2 separate regions of the Rattus norvegicus genome follow, and region 2 is linked to region 1. A link is a contact called in public Hi-C data. All regions are on one chromosome and are shown on one strand. The core of a region is the stretch at or near the end of the contact, and the rest is flanking DNA. Distances in the headings are between cores, read along the strand shown. Region 1 overlaps Emid1 (EMI domain containing 1). Region 2 has its middle 27 kb from the start of Emid1.

Region 1 (6,156 bases), core at 3,506-6,005:
GAGCCACCATGTGGTTGCTGAGAATTGAACTCAGGACCTCTGGAAGAGCAGTCAGTTGCTCTTAACCACTGAGCGATTTCTCCAGCCCTGTTTTGTGTTTTCTTTCTGAGGTGCTGGGATTTGAACACAGGGCCTCCTGTGTACTGGACAAGCGCTGAGGCCCTGAGCCACTGAGCTATACCCCAGCCCTCAGACCATCTTTCTGTTTAGTTTTGTCATCCTATGTCTTCAGAAGTTGGTCCACTTCATTCGGGCAGTGGCGGCACAGCCTTTGATCCCAGCGCTTGGGAGGCAGAGGCAGGTGGATCTCTGTGAGTTCTAGGCCAGCCTGGTCTACAGAGTGAGTTCCAGGACAGCCAGGGTCACACAGAGAAACCTTGTCTCAAACCAAAGGGGAGAGAGGGAGGGGGAGGGAGGGAGGAAGGAAGGGAGGGGGACAGAGAGAGGAAGAGAGAGAGAGAATGTATGGGCATGAGTTGTTCATAATGTTTATGATCCTTGAGACACCTAATTTTCATTTCTGATATTAATAATTTTAATCGTTATTCTTTTATCTTGGCTTGATGAAAAACACAGTGATTTTTATTGATTTTTTTTTCTTTTTTCTTTTTTTTCGGAGCTGGGGACCGAACCCAGGGCCTTTTTTATTGATCTTTTAAAAGCACAGTTGATTTAAAAAAAAAAAAAAAAAAGGAGTAGCTTCTTGTTGGTTTTCTCGATTTTCCCTTTTCTGCTTCACTGCTTTCCAATCACGCTGTGTGCTTGTTTGTTTGTTGAGACAGAGCTTGCTATGTAGCCCCACTTTGTGGTCTAGGATGACCTTGATCTCCTGCCTCTACCTCCCAAGTGTGCAGAGAGCGTGCATGTGTGTGTGTGTGTGTGTGTGTGTGTGTGCACTAGAGGTGTGAGCCCATGTGCAGTCACTTGTACCACTGTGACTTTTTCCTCTCTCTTGCTTACTGTAGGCTCCGTCTGTTCTGATGTTTCATGGCCGGAGCTTCAGTCATTGGTTAATTATTCTGGTGTCTCCTCTAACGCCTACAGTTTCCCCTGAGCGCTCCCTTTGCTGTATTGCACAAATTTTGACAGGTTCTATTTCCACTTGATTCAAAATAGTTTTGCGTTTCCCTTGTGGTTCCTTCTTTGTCCTGTGTACTCAGGCAAGTGTATTTCATCTCCTGATGGCTTAGACTTTGCCAGGTTAGTTTTTTAGGTATTTGATTTCTTTCCTAGTTCTACAAGATTGTCTGAGATCATGCCTTGTATGTTTTGTCTTGATGTTTGTTTTTGGTTTTTTTTTTTTTGGTTTTTTTTTTTTTTTTTGTTCTTTTTTTCGGAGCTGGGGACCGAACCCAGGGCCTTGCGCTTCCTAGGTAAGCGCTCTACCACTGAGCTAAATCCCCAGCCCCATCTTGATGTTTGTTAAGGAGTGTGTTTTATGGTCCTTTCTCCTGCTCAGTGTGTCCATTCCTGATGGACGCAAGTCACACACTGAAGAGCCTCAGGTTTTTGCTTTATTTATTATTATTGCGCGTGTATCTGATGTTGGGAGCATGCATGAAACACAGGACAGAGTTCAGCTCTCTCCTCCCACTGTGGGTTCCGGGATCCCCTAAGACCCTCAGGCTTGCCCGGATTTGCCGAGCCATCTCCATGGTCCAGAATATCTGTCATAGATACTTTATTAATTTCTTTAAGATTTCTTTTTACGTACATGAGTATTTTACCTACATGTATGTCTGCACATTACATGCATGCCTGCTGCCTGCAGAGGTGGAAAGAGGGTGTCAGTTCCCCTGGAACTGGAGTTACAGATGGCTGTGATCTACCATATGGGTGCTGGGAATTGAACATGGGTTCCCTGTGGGAGCATCCAGTGCTCTTAAGCACTGAGCTGTCTCTCCGCCCCGGTCTTAGCTGTTTTAAATGCCTGGTCTCCTACTTACAACACCGCGTTAGCTGTGGGTCTGTTTCTGTTGACTGATCTTTCTCTTAAGTGCGCACCTTGTTTCTTGTTTATTGTCTTCACACAGCCTTTCCTCAGAAGCTTTATTGGATGAGGGGGGCACAGTCTGAGGAGCCCACTCTGTTATTTTCTTGAGCAGTGCAGGGGGCCCCAGGACAGCCAGATTACAGATGGGTCACCCCACTCTTTCAGAAAGTTACCTTTATTACAGAAAGTCCATTTGGGTTTTGTTCTTGGTCCAAAGAAAACTCCATAGCCCTGACCTGTGTTCTTTCTGTAAAAGCCTGGCTTTGTGCAATTTCACGAGAAAGCATTGGGTATTTCCAAACTCTCGGTGCTATGTGATAGGAAGTTCTTGAAATCTGTGCTTAACCCTACCAGTGTGTTGTCTCCTCCCTGGGCTCCTTGCACACTGCCCTCCCCAAGGACTGAACCCAGTGTCTCATGGGTGCTAGGCAATGGCTCTGCACCAGCACACACACCCAGGTTTTCGTTAGTCTTTCTTCCTTACGCCAGCCCTCTCCTACATCTTCATCTCTCTTCCCTCTCTTCCCTTCCCCTCCCCTTCCCCTCCCCTCCCCTCCCCTCCCCTTCCCCTCCCCTCCCCTCCCCTCCCCTCCCCTTCCCTTCCCTTCCCCTCCCCTCCCCTCCCCTCCCCTCCCCTCCCCTCCCCTCCCCTCCCCTCCCCTTCCCTTCCCTTCCCTTCCCTTCCCTTCCCTTCCCTTCCCTTCCCTTCCCTTCCTTTCCCTTCCTTACTTCTGTCTCTGACTTCTTTCAGGGAGAACCTGGCCCCAAAGGAGACCCTGGTGAGAAGAGTCACTGGGTAAGCTACACCCTGCACCTGCCTCCCCTCCTGCCGCCCTGCCTCCCGCTGCCTCCCTCTGCCCTCCCCTGCCTCCCCCTGCCCTGCCTCCCTGCCTCCCCTCCCCCTGCTTTGCTTCTTCCTGATTCCCTTGCCCTCCCCCTGCCTCCCTCTGCCATGGGTGCTCAGTTAAGGGTTCTCTCACCAGTAGACCCTGGGATCAAGGGTGTCCTCCTCACATACTTACCAGAGCCCTGCTCCCACACCCTCCCAACACTCCCCCTCCAGCAGACCCCACCCATGCTCTGTCTCTGTCTCCGCCTCTGTCTTCACCCACTCACCCTCTGTAGCCTTGCCTGTTGGCTGTTGGGCAGTTTAGGTGACCCAGGCCAGACCCCTTCTCCACTTCCATGGTCCCTCCTGTCAAAGGTTTGGGCTTTGTCCTGTTGACCACAGAAGGAGGAGAAATGTGAAGAAACCATCCACCTAAAACAGAAAAGGGGGGGTTGGGGATTTAGCTCAGTGGTAGAGTGCTTGCCTAGCAAGCGCAAGGCCCTGGGTTCGGTCCCTAGCTCTGAAAAAAAAGAAAAGAAAAAAAAAAAAAAAACCAGAAAAGGGACCTCAGTCAAGCAACAAAAAGGGATGCACAAAGGACCCATGGCATAAAGGGCTGGGGACCTAGAAACCAATAGACACACAGAGAATGTGAAGCTTGGGAAGGGAAACCTTGAAACCATTACGTGGTTAATGAGGCCAGGAGACCTAACTTTGCTATGTTCAAAAGATCTGTACTAGGTAGCATGACCTACCTTAAGTGATCCACTAGGGAGGCCTAGAAACTGTCATAAGCCAAGAGAACCATAGAAACCGAGATAAAGTGATCACTACCATACGAAGGATGCTGGACAATAGAAAGGGAGGCCCAGAAACTGTCACATGCAGAGCAGACACTGAGTAAATGGGAAGAGAGATCTGCAGACCACATATGCAGAAATCTCAAGATTTCAAGGACCTCACCGGGAACCTTCAAGATCTATAGAAGTAACTAAGGAACAGATTTGGGGCCTAGGAATCTACTCTGCCTAAAGACAGATAAGGAAGCCTAGAACACACCATGCCCTGAAGTCTCAGGTGCCTGCACTTGGCAACCATTGCAAACATGGGAAGCATTTGGCAAACTGGTAGGGTCATCATAAACATCACCACAGCAAAGGCAACCTGGGTGTTCTGTAGAAGCTGGCGTTATACCTTCCCTCCTGCTATTCCTTAGCACCACTGGTGAGGATGTGGCCAGCATTAGCCTCCAACCTTGTCTTGTCCATTTGTGGTCATGGAGTCAGTGATGGATACAGCCGTGGTAGTCCTCATCCTGCACGAGTCCACCTCTGTGTACCCCATGACTTCTAGGGGCCCTGCTACCTCTCCCAGATGCTTGCTTCCCAACCCTCCATCCTCACCCATCCACTCCTTGTGGTTCCTGGCCTTTGATAGTGTCAGTGTGGACCCGGCTATGAGCAGGGAGACCCATATGAGCAGCTCTCTGCCTCCTCCGGGCCCCTCACTCTCCCAGAGATACAGGATGAGAAGACTGGTTTTCACCCATCCCAGAAAGTATGGGAAAAACCAGGTCACTACAGAGCCAGGCGATGTGCAGCTCCTACCCTTGCATGGGGACCCTGGGGCCGCCCCAGGTCAGACCTTGAACCCAGGACTAGCTATGGGAGGGGCCCCCATGAGGTAGCAGGACCCCTACCTGCCCACCTTTTTCTTTCATCACCTGCACTTCTACTCCTGCTTGCTGCCTGGGAGAGGGCTCGCTGGGCAGGAGATGCATGTGGCTTCCGGGCTGAGGGACCTGCTCTGTTAGAGGTAGGTAGGGATCCTGGTACAATGGAAAGAAACATCCCGCGGACACACTTCACCCACCAGCGCCCCCTGAAGGTAGTGTAGCTTTCAGAGCCGCTTACCAAGTTTAGCTGTAGCTCAGCAGTGTCACCAGGTGGTCACAGTCATGTACTGCAGGAGCTGAGTGACTGGCCTGAGTTACTTTACCTAATTAAGAGGGAAGCGGGCCTTCATCCTTTATTTAGTTAGGGAAACTGAGGACTAGCTCTGCGGAGCAAACTGGTGGCACCAAAAATGAGACCCGAAGTGAAACAGGCTAAGACACCTAAGTTCCCAGAGAGGCTAGAGAATCCATTACCGTTCTCTAAGCATCGCTCGGTATACCAGGCTCAGGGTTGGGCAGTGTAGAGAGGCACTCTGCAGACACAGGCCCCAGGAGGAGTCACCATGAAATCGGGTAAAACACCATGGTGAGCAGCCACAGGACAAAGGGGACTTGGCTGTGGTGGGGTTGTCTATATAAATAGTGCACTGGTGACGAAAGGGACCTAACCAGTCACGGGGTAATCAGAGATGTGGGGGCAGCTTATAAAAGGGACTGGGATATATTCAGAGTAGCAAGTACATGGGGTGGCAGGCAAGATGTGAGAGAGGATAGAGGCTCTCAGAAATGAGGAGGCTGCCTAAGGGATTCTAACGACGGTGGACACGGAGCGTCGTTAAGTATTGCTAAACTCCAAACCCGGAATGGTGGCTCACACTGCAATCCCAGCATTCAGATACCTGAGGCAGAAGGATTGCTCCAAGTTCAAAGCAAACCTGGGCTTCAGAGTGAGATACTGAAGGATCTCAAAAATTAAGATTTTTTTTAAAAAAAATTAAAGAATACAAGGAGTGGTATGGTCAGGGTTTTGTTTGCAAAGTATGTTTCTGAACGCCAACTTGGAGAATGGATTGGAAACAGAAAAGAACTCCGGAGGCCATGGGCCTTTAAGTGGGAGCACTGACAGGCAGCAAGGCCGACAGTGGTCAGTGGAGTCTGGGGACCTTGGGCGCTGCCTTGGCTGTGAAGGGAGGGAGGCAGAGCTGGGACTGGTATAAAAACCTGTAATCCCAGCTGCTCAGGAGACTGAGACAATAGGATCGCAAGTTCAAGGCCAGCCTGGACAAGTTAGTGAGATCTCGTCAGAGAATATATAATATTCTCACAGTAAAAGGGAGGGGGCTGGGATAAATCTCAGTGGTAGAGAAGCTGGTATGTTTGAGGCTTTATCTCCAGTACAACACCCATGGAACACAAACAGGGAGACGGACGGCTCAGTGGTTGGGGGCCTCACTGAGGACCTGAGTTTGACTCCTCTATTACTCATGTGACAGCCCACCTCGATCTGTAAGTCTAGTGCCAAGAGGACTTCTGGCCTCAGTGGGCACAGCTCACACATGGTGCACAAACATTCGTGCAAGCCCAGATGCAATATTTATACACAAAAGAATAAATAAAAATCTCAGCGAAGGGCCGGAGAGATGGCTTAGAGGTGAAGAG
Region 2 (6,076 bases), core at 130-2,629, 62 kb before region 1:
CTGGAAGAACAGCCTTTGCTCCTAACTCCTGAGCCATCTCTTCAGCCCTGGCTTGTACATTCCTTATACGTTTAGATGGGTTTTTTTAGCAGTAACTGTGGATCAAAGTCAGGAGAGGACCCACAGTAATAGAGCCATGGTCGATAGTCCCTATTCTTGTGATTTGGTTGGTTTTGTTTTGTTTTGTTTTAAAAAAAACAAACAAAAGATCTCATCCAGATGAGACAGGCTTTGAACTTGTGATGTAGTTAAGGTTGGCCTTGAATGTGATTCTCTCCCATTTCCATCTCCTGAGTTCTGGGATTACAGATTTGTGCCACCATACCCTGCCATCGGTCCCTATTCTGCAAATAAGAGTTGAGTCACAAACCAGACGTCACAGGGACTTTAGGTGATCTTGTCTTTGGAGGGAACCTGGCCTCATATCAGATGACAAGCCAACAACGCATACATAAGGGCAGTGTGCTTCTGAGAAAAGAACTGACATGGTTCCTGTCAGTGATTGTTTTTCCCTTAGCATGTTCAAAGCATGGTGTGTGTGTGTGTGTGTGTGTGTGTGTGTGTGTGTGTGTGTGCGCGCGCTCGCGCGCCAGCGCACGGAATGCCATGGTGCACATGTGGAGGTCAGAGGACAACTTGAAGGAGTTGGTTTTCTCCTTCACAGTGTGGGTTCTAGAGCTTAATCTCCGGTTGTCAGGATAGCAGCAATCACCTTTACTTGCTGAGCCAACTCCCGTGGCCCTCTCCACCTTCTGCTCTGAGCCAGAGCCTCTCACTGTACCTGGAGCTGGCCAGCAAGACCGGCTTTTGCCTCCTACCTTTTCCTCCTCAGCCCTGGGACTGCAGGTACGAGCTTTCTTACTTATGGGCTGAAGCTGGAACTCAGGTCCTCTCGCCTGCCCAACAAGCACTTTCCCAATTGAGCCATACCCCTCGGGCCGCAGCGCCACTGTGTCTCCCACCCGTCATCTCTGGGCTTAATCCACCATGCTGCTCCTGTTCCTTCCACAAGTTTCATCATCAATTAAGGCTGCGCTTCTCAACCTTCCCAGCGCTGCGACCCTTTAATACAGTTCCTCGAGTTGTGGTGACCCCCCAGCCATAAAATTGTTTCACTGCTGCCTCATAGCGGCTGTGACTGTTACAAATCGTAGTGTAAATATTTTTGGAGCTAAAGGGTTGCCAAAGGGGTCTCGACCCACAGGTTGAGAACCGCTTAATTAAGGGCCCAAACACAGAAGAACTTGAATGACCTCCAGTTTCTTCAAGGACCCTGGTGGGCAAACAGACGGGGCCCGGCGAAGCACCTGGCCCAGCCGGGCTCCTGGCCTGAAGGCTCTGGCAGGCCTCCACGCTGCAGAAGCCTGTGCAGCCTTGCTCACCAGTGCCTCCCTGTGGTGAGATCTGAGATCGTGAGGAAGTGAACACGATCCAGGCAACCTGCATCCTCCATTAAAGTCTCCGGTTTCTTGGCCTCCGAGAAATCTGGACTTCGACTTTGCCCTTCTCCCTCTTAGGATGATAGAATCTCTCACACTTGGAGGTCATTTCCCAATGCCCTGACCTTATTGTTGTGGGGTATTCACCGGAAAAGACTGCTCAGACATGGGTTTAAGCCAATAGAAAGTCTTTATCAGCCTGCCTGAGACCACACTGGGTGTTTGGGATCCCAGTGTAGCCTGGAGCTTTTCTCAGGGTGAGATTTTATGCACAAAACAAACAAACAAACAAACAAACAACAACAACAAGAAACGATATCCTGGGTTGACATTCTTTCCAGTTAACAAGGACAGTTAGCCAGAAGAGGCTCCACAGAAGACAAAAAGCAAGCTTAGTCCTTTTTTTTTTTTCCTTTTTCTTTTTTTCGGAGCTGGGGACCGAACCCAGGGCCTTGCGCTTCCTAGGCAAGCGCTCTACCACTGAGCTAAATCCCCAGCCCCAAGCTTAGTACTTTTAGAGACTTTCCCAGAACTAAGGGGTTTGATGGATAAGGTCTTTGTTTTAAGTTTGTTTGTTTTGTTTTTCGAGACAGCGTTTCTCTGTATGTAGCTCTGGCTGTCCTGGATCTCACTCTGTAGACCAGGCTGGCCTTGAACTCCCACTCACAGAGCCCCACCTGCCTCTGCCTCCCGAGTGCTGGGATTAAAGGCGTGTCCACCCTGCTGGATTGGGTCTTTGTTTGGTTGTGGCGGGTGGTGCTGTCCACACGCTGAGTTTTACAGCCTGAATGGCGCTTCCGTCATGGAGTCAGTTATGCTAAGACCTGTGGACCTGTTACACTGTGACTTAGCAGAAAAACGATCTCTCTCTTACACACACGCACACCCTCCCCTCACACTGCCCAGGGGTCTATCAGTTACTTTTGTGTCTTTGTAACCAAGAGCCCACAGAAACAAGTGAGTCTTCTCTCACGTTTCTGAAATCCAGTTCCTCACACTGAACAGAGTACAATGGGGAGGAGCTGTGGTCACAGAGGAGGCCAAGACAGGAAAGGCTCATTCAGAATGAGGCCAGGATAAGCAACTCCTCAACCCGGAAAAGGTTTCTGAAGAGCACCCTTTCTTCCTCTCAGTGGAACTCAGCCCACAGCAGGAGCATGACCACCCATGTCCCATCTGTGAGGGTCCGTGTTACCGACACGGACATGAGGACCCCCCCTACGGGAAGAAACCGGGTTACATGACAGTCCGTATATCTTCCATATTTCTTCAGTTTTGTCTCTTAAAAACATGTATTATGTTTGTGTGTTAGAGAAAGACTCTGTGCATTTCTGTACACCAAATACATGCACAAGGCCAGAAGAGGGTGTCAGATCCCCGGAAACTGGTGTTACAGGTGGTTGTGAGCCACCATGCAGGTACTGGGAACTGAATCCTCCACCAGTGCAGCCAGGGCTCTCAACGGATGCCTCCTTTCTCCAGCCCCATTGTGCTAGCCATCCAACATGGGTGCCCAGCAAGAGCAGCTGCTCCTACCCACTGAGCCTCCCTCTTCCCCCTTTAAAGAAGATCTTGTTAGGCTGCCCAGGTTAAGGGATATGTGCATGACTGTCTGTGCAAGGGCACTAAAGCCCCAGCCAGGCTGTCAGTGAGCACCTCTGGAGGGAGGGGGAAGAGGGAGAGGGAGCACCTCTGGAGGGGCAGGAGGAGGAAGGGGATCACGGGAGCACTCCCACTTTATTTAATGTCTTTACGTGTGGCTCAAGTCTTTTTGCATTTATGAACTACATGCACCACTTTGGAAACACAATGACATTGATCTTTGAAAGAATGGGAGGCACAAAAGAAAGCACAGGCAACATTAAGTGTCCCCGTCACTCAGAAGAAAGCAGCCATGCGTGTTTCCAGAGCACCAAGGAGACTATGTGTCCTGCTTGGGCAAGTCACCTGGAGCTGTGCCAAAGCTACTGGCCTGACATCCACTTTGTGGCCCAGCATTACCCGCTGTCCTGCCTCACCCCAAGTCACCCCCAGAGACACCTGCTGGGACAAGCAAAGCTTGTCCCCATAGCGTCTCTCCAAAGCCAGCAGAATGTTCAGTTACTACACCAAAGGTCCTTTTCTTTGAAAACTACAAAATAAACATCTTTAGCACCCCTCCTCCCTCCCTGCGCTGGCAGTCCACATGTTTATGTCTTTGGAAAGAGAAAGGAGAGAAAGAAAAGAGCTTCGGCAAGCTTCCCCTTCCTCCCGAGCAGATGGCACCAAGTCAGTAATGGACCCTCCACATTTGGGGCGTTTGATCTTCCAGTGGGTCTACAGCAAGCTGCAGGGAGACTGCCGAGGGAGGCTTCAGGGCCTCGGGACGCTCTGTGGAAGGACAGGGCAGCATCTTTTAAAGTGAATCAGGTACTAGAGATCTAACCCACACCAACCCTCAAGGCACAAGCACAAAAGTGTGCAGGGCTGGCCTGCAGCGTGAGGAATTTGGTCCCCCATGCTTCCTGCTAAACAGGACACTCATGCTATTTCATTTGACCCTGAGGGACAGCGATCGATCACAGTCCGCCCTTCTCTGGGCCGTAACCAAGGAATGAGAAGGACTGTAACAAATATCTGAGGATAAACATTGAACCAAGGCTTTCTGGGGCTTGGAGGTTTGGAAGTTTGGCCTGTGGTCAGTCAGCCCCGCTGCTCTGGGCCTGGGTGACACATCACAGTGAGAGCGTGTGTTGAGGAAAAACCCGCTCACCCTTTGACTGGGCAGCAAGAGAAGAAATGGAGTCAGGCGCCTAACAAATCCCTTCAAGGACACACCCCAAATGACATAAGGACCTCCCACTAGGCCCCGCCCCTTAAAGGTACCGCCGCCTCTCAGTAGCGACAAACAGGAAGCCAAGCCTTCCACACATGGCTTTGGGAGGCATTGCAGACCTAAACTGTCACAGTTTAACTGTGACTTTGCCTCCATGGTCAGTGTCATCGCCACAGAGGCTACTGGAAAGAACGGACTAGAAAAAATGGGGGTGAGAAAAGGGGGTTCCATCTGTGCCATGGGGAACCCGCCATCCAAGGTGGGTGAAGACTTCCCAGTCTCCTGTGGGCAAGCCTTTACTCACGCTCTAGTCAATCGTTAACCTTGGTGAGACCAAACTCTAGTTTGTCATTGAGTCCTTAGAAGAAGGAGGTAGGCATTTCTATCTCCCCAGGGAAGACATTCTCATGTTCCAATCACTGCACCGGTTATGGCTGGAAAGGAGCAGACAGTGCCACAGCAAGGGGCAGAGTCACAGAGGGATGCGTGCTCACCGGGAGGCCAGCCAGCCAGGATGCTAGCCCTGCAAGAAAGAAGAGGGAACTGGGAAGTGAATGGCATGGGGGGATGCAAACCTGTGGACCAGCGAGTTCTTATGGAGCAAGGACCTGGGGCTGCACCTCACAGGGGAGGCTTTCCCAGGTATATGGCATTTGCAGCGTCCTGAGTTCCTGATTTGGCTCTGGCTATTGGCCTCCTGAAATTCTTCATTATTTTTCCAAGAAGAGACTTGATATTTTCATTTTGCATCGGTGCCCACAAATTATAGTCCGTCCTGAGTCCAGAGACTCCCGCTGTTAAGGCTGAACATTTTGTCCATCTCTCTTTCTATCACACACTACATAGATATCTGTGTGCACACCAAACATGTGTGTACCCACCATACATGCATATATTCCCTGGTATTGGCATACCCTCTCAGACTTCTCCCTCTGAGACCTTTTAATGATTTATTTATGCGCACTGGTGTTTTTCCTGCATGTATGTCTGTGTAAGGGTGTCAGATCCCCTGGACCTGGAGTTACAGACAGTTGTGAGGCTCCATGTGGGTGCAGGGAACTGAACCTGGGTCCTCTAGAAGAGCAGGCAGCGCTCTTAACTGGTGAGCTGGCTCTCTAGCTCCTACGTGGTTCATCTTACCTATCAATATTTACTGAGATTCATCTGAGCCCGGCATAGTATTAAGGACGAGGAAGAGTGGGCCATGGAACAGCCTCATAGTCTCTGCCTTGTGGAACCTGAGGCCACACTCCCTGGCCGGGCTGGCCTTCTGGAAGTTACTTGTCCCCTTGTATCTGCTGTAGGTCACTGAGCACGGACAACTCCCACCTAACCGGGGATCTAGCTCAGATCACCAGAAGCCTACACACTGTTGATGGTCAGCTTGGTTGGTAACATTCTAGGGCATCCAGTGAGTCTTAGGAAGCACAGAAGTTATAGACGCCCATCCTCTCTCAGCCTGGATGAGATGAACCTTTCAGAGATCAAGAGACCGCGATCAAACCGTTTTTTACGTCAGTCTTTCCTTCCTGCCTCAGGCTGTGGTAAGCGGCTGTGATACGCACATCCTGCTTCCTGCCTCTGCTGGCAGCCAGAATCTCTTATTCAGTTCTTTTCTTTCTTTTTTTTTTTTTTTTTTAAACCACACCAGAGATCAGGCCAGAGCCATGGCAAGGGCTCTAACACTGAGATACCCTAGCCCTTGTTTTGTTTGTTTGCTTGCTTGCTTGTTTTTGAGGTAGCCTCAGACTCCACCTTCCTATCTCAGGCTCCAGTATGCTGTGCTTAAAAGTCTGCACACAGGCCCAACTCAGACTGACTT

Evidence for each region. Hi-C and Micro-C count contacts between places; a contact is called where the count stands out from the background.
Region 2: a Hi-C map of Schwann cells shows a contact between it and region 1, with 5 times the contacts expected there. The contact joins two enhancer-like sites. A contact is called at or near these places in 7 of 12 Hi-C or Micro-C datasets (the A7r5 cell line, the Rat2 cell line, Schwann cells and 3 more).

What each region holds. Positions count from the first base shown.
Region 1 is chr14:84,223,125-84,229,280 of GRCr8, reverse strand. It overlaps Emid1 (EMI domain containing 1), which reads left to right. Exons shown (of 15, transcript NM_001401622.1): 13 at 2,745-2,789. Among named protein-coding and RNA genes, the nearest start is that of Rhbdd3, 18 kb to the right of the region's middle. Within about 2 kb of position 4,755, at least 2 of the 93 cell types and tissues checked have an H3K27ac peak or open chromatin away from gene starts, as enhancers often do.
Region 2 is chr14:84,281,389-84,287,464 of GRCr8, reverse strand. No RefSeq gene overlaps it. Among named protein-coding and RNA genes, the nearest start is that of Emid1, 27 kb to the right of the region's middle. Within about 2 kb of position 1,379, at least 6 of the 93 cell types and tissues checked have an H3K27ac peak or open chromatin away from gene starts, as enhancers often do.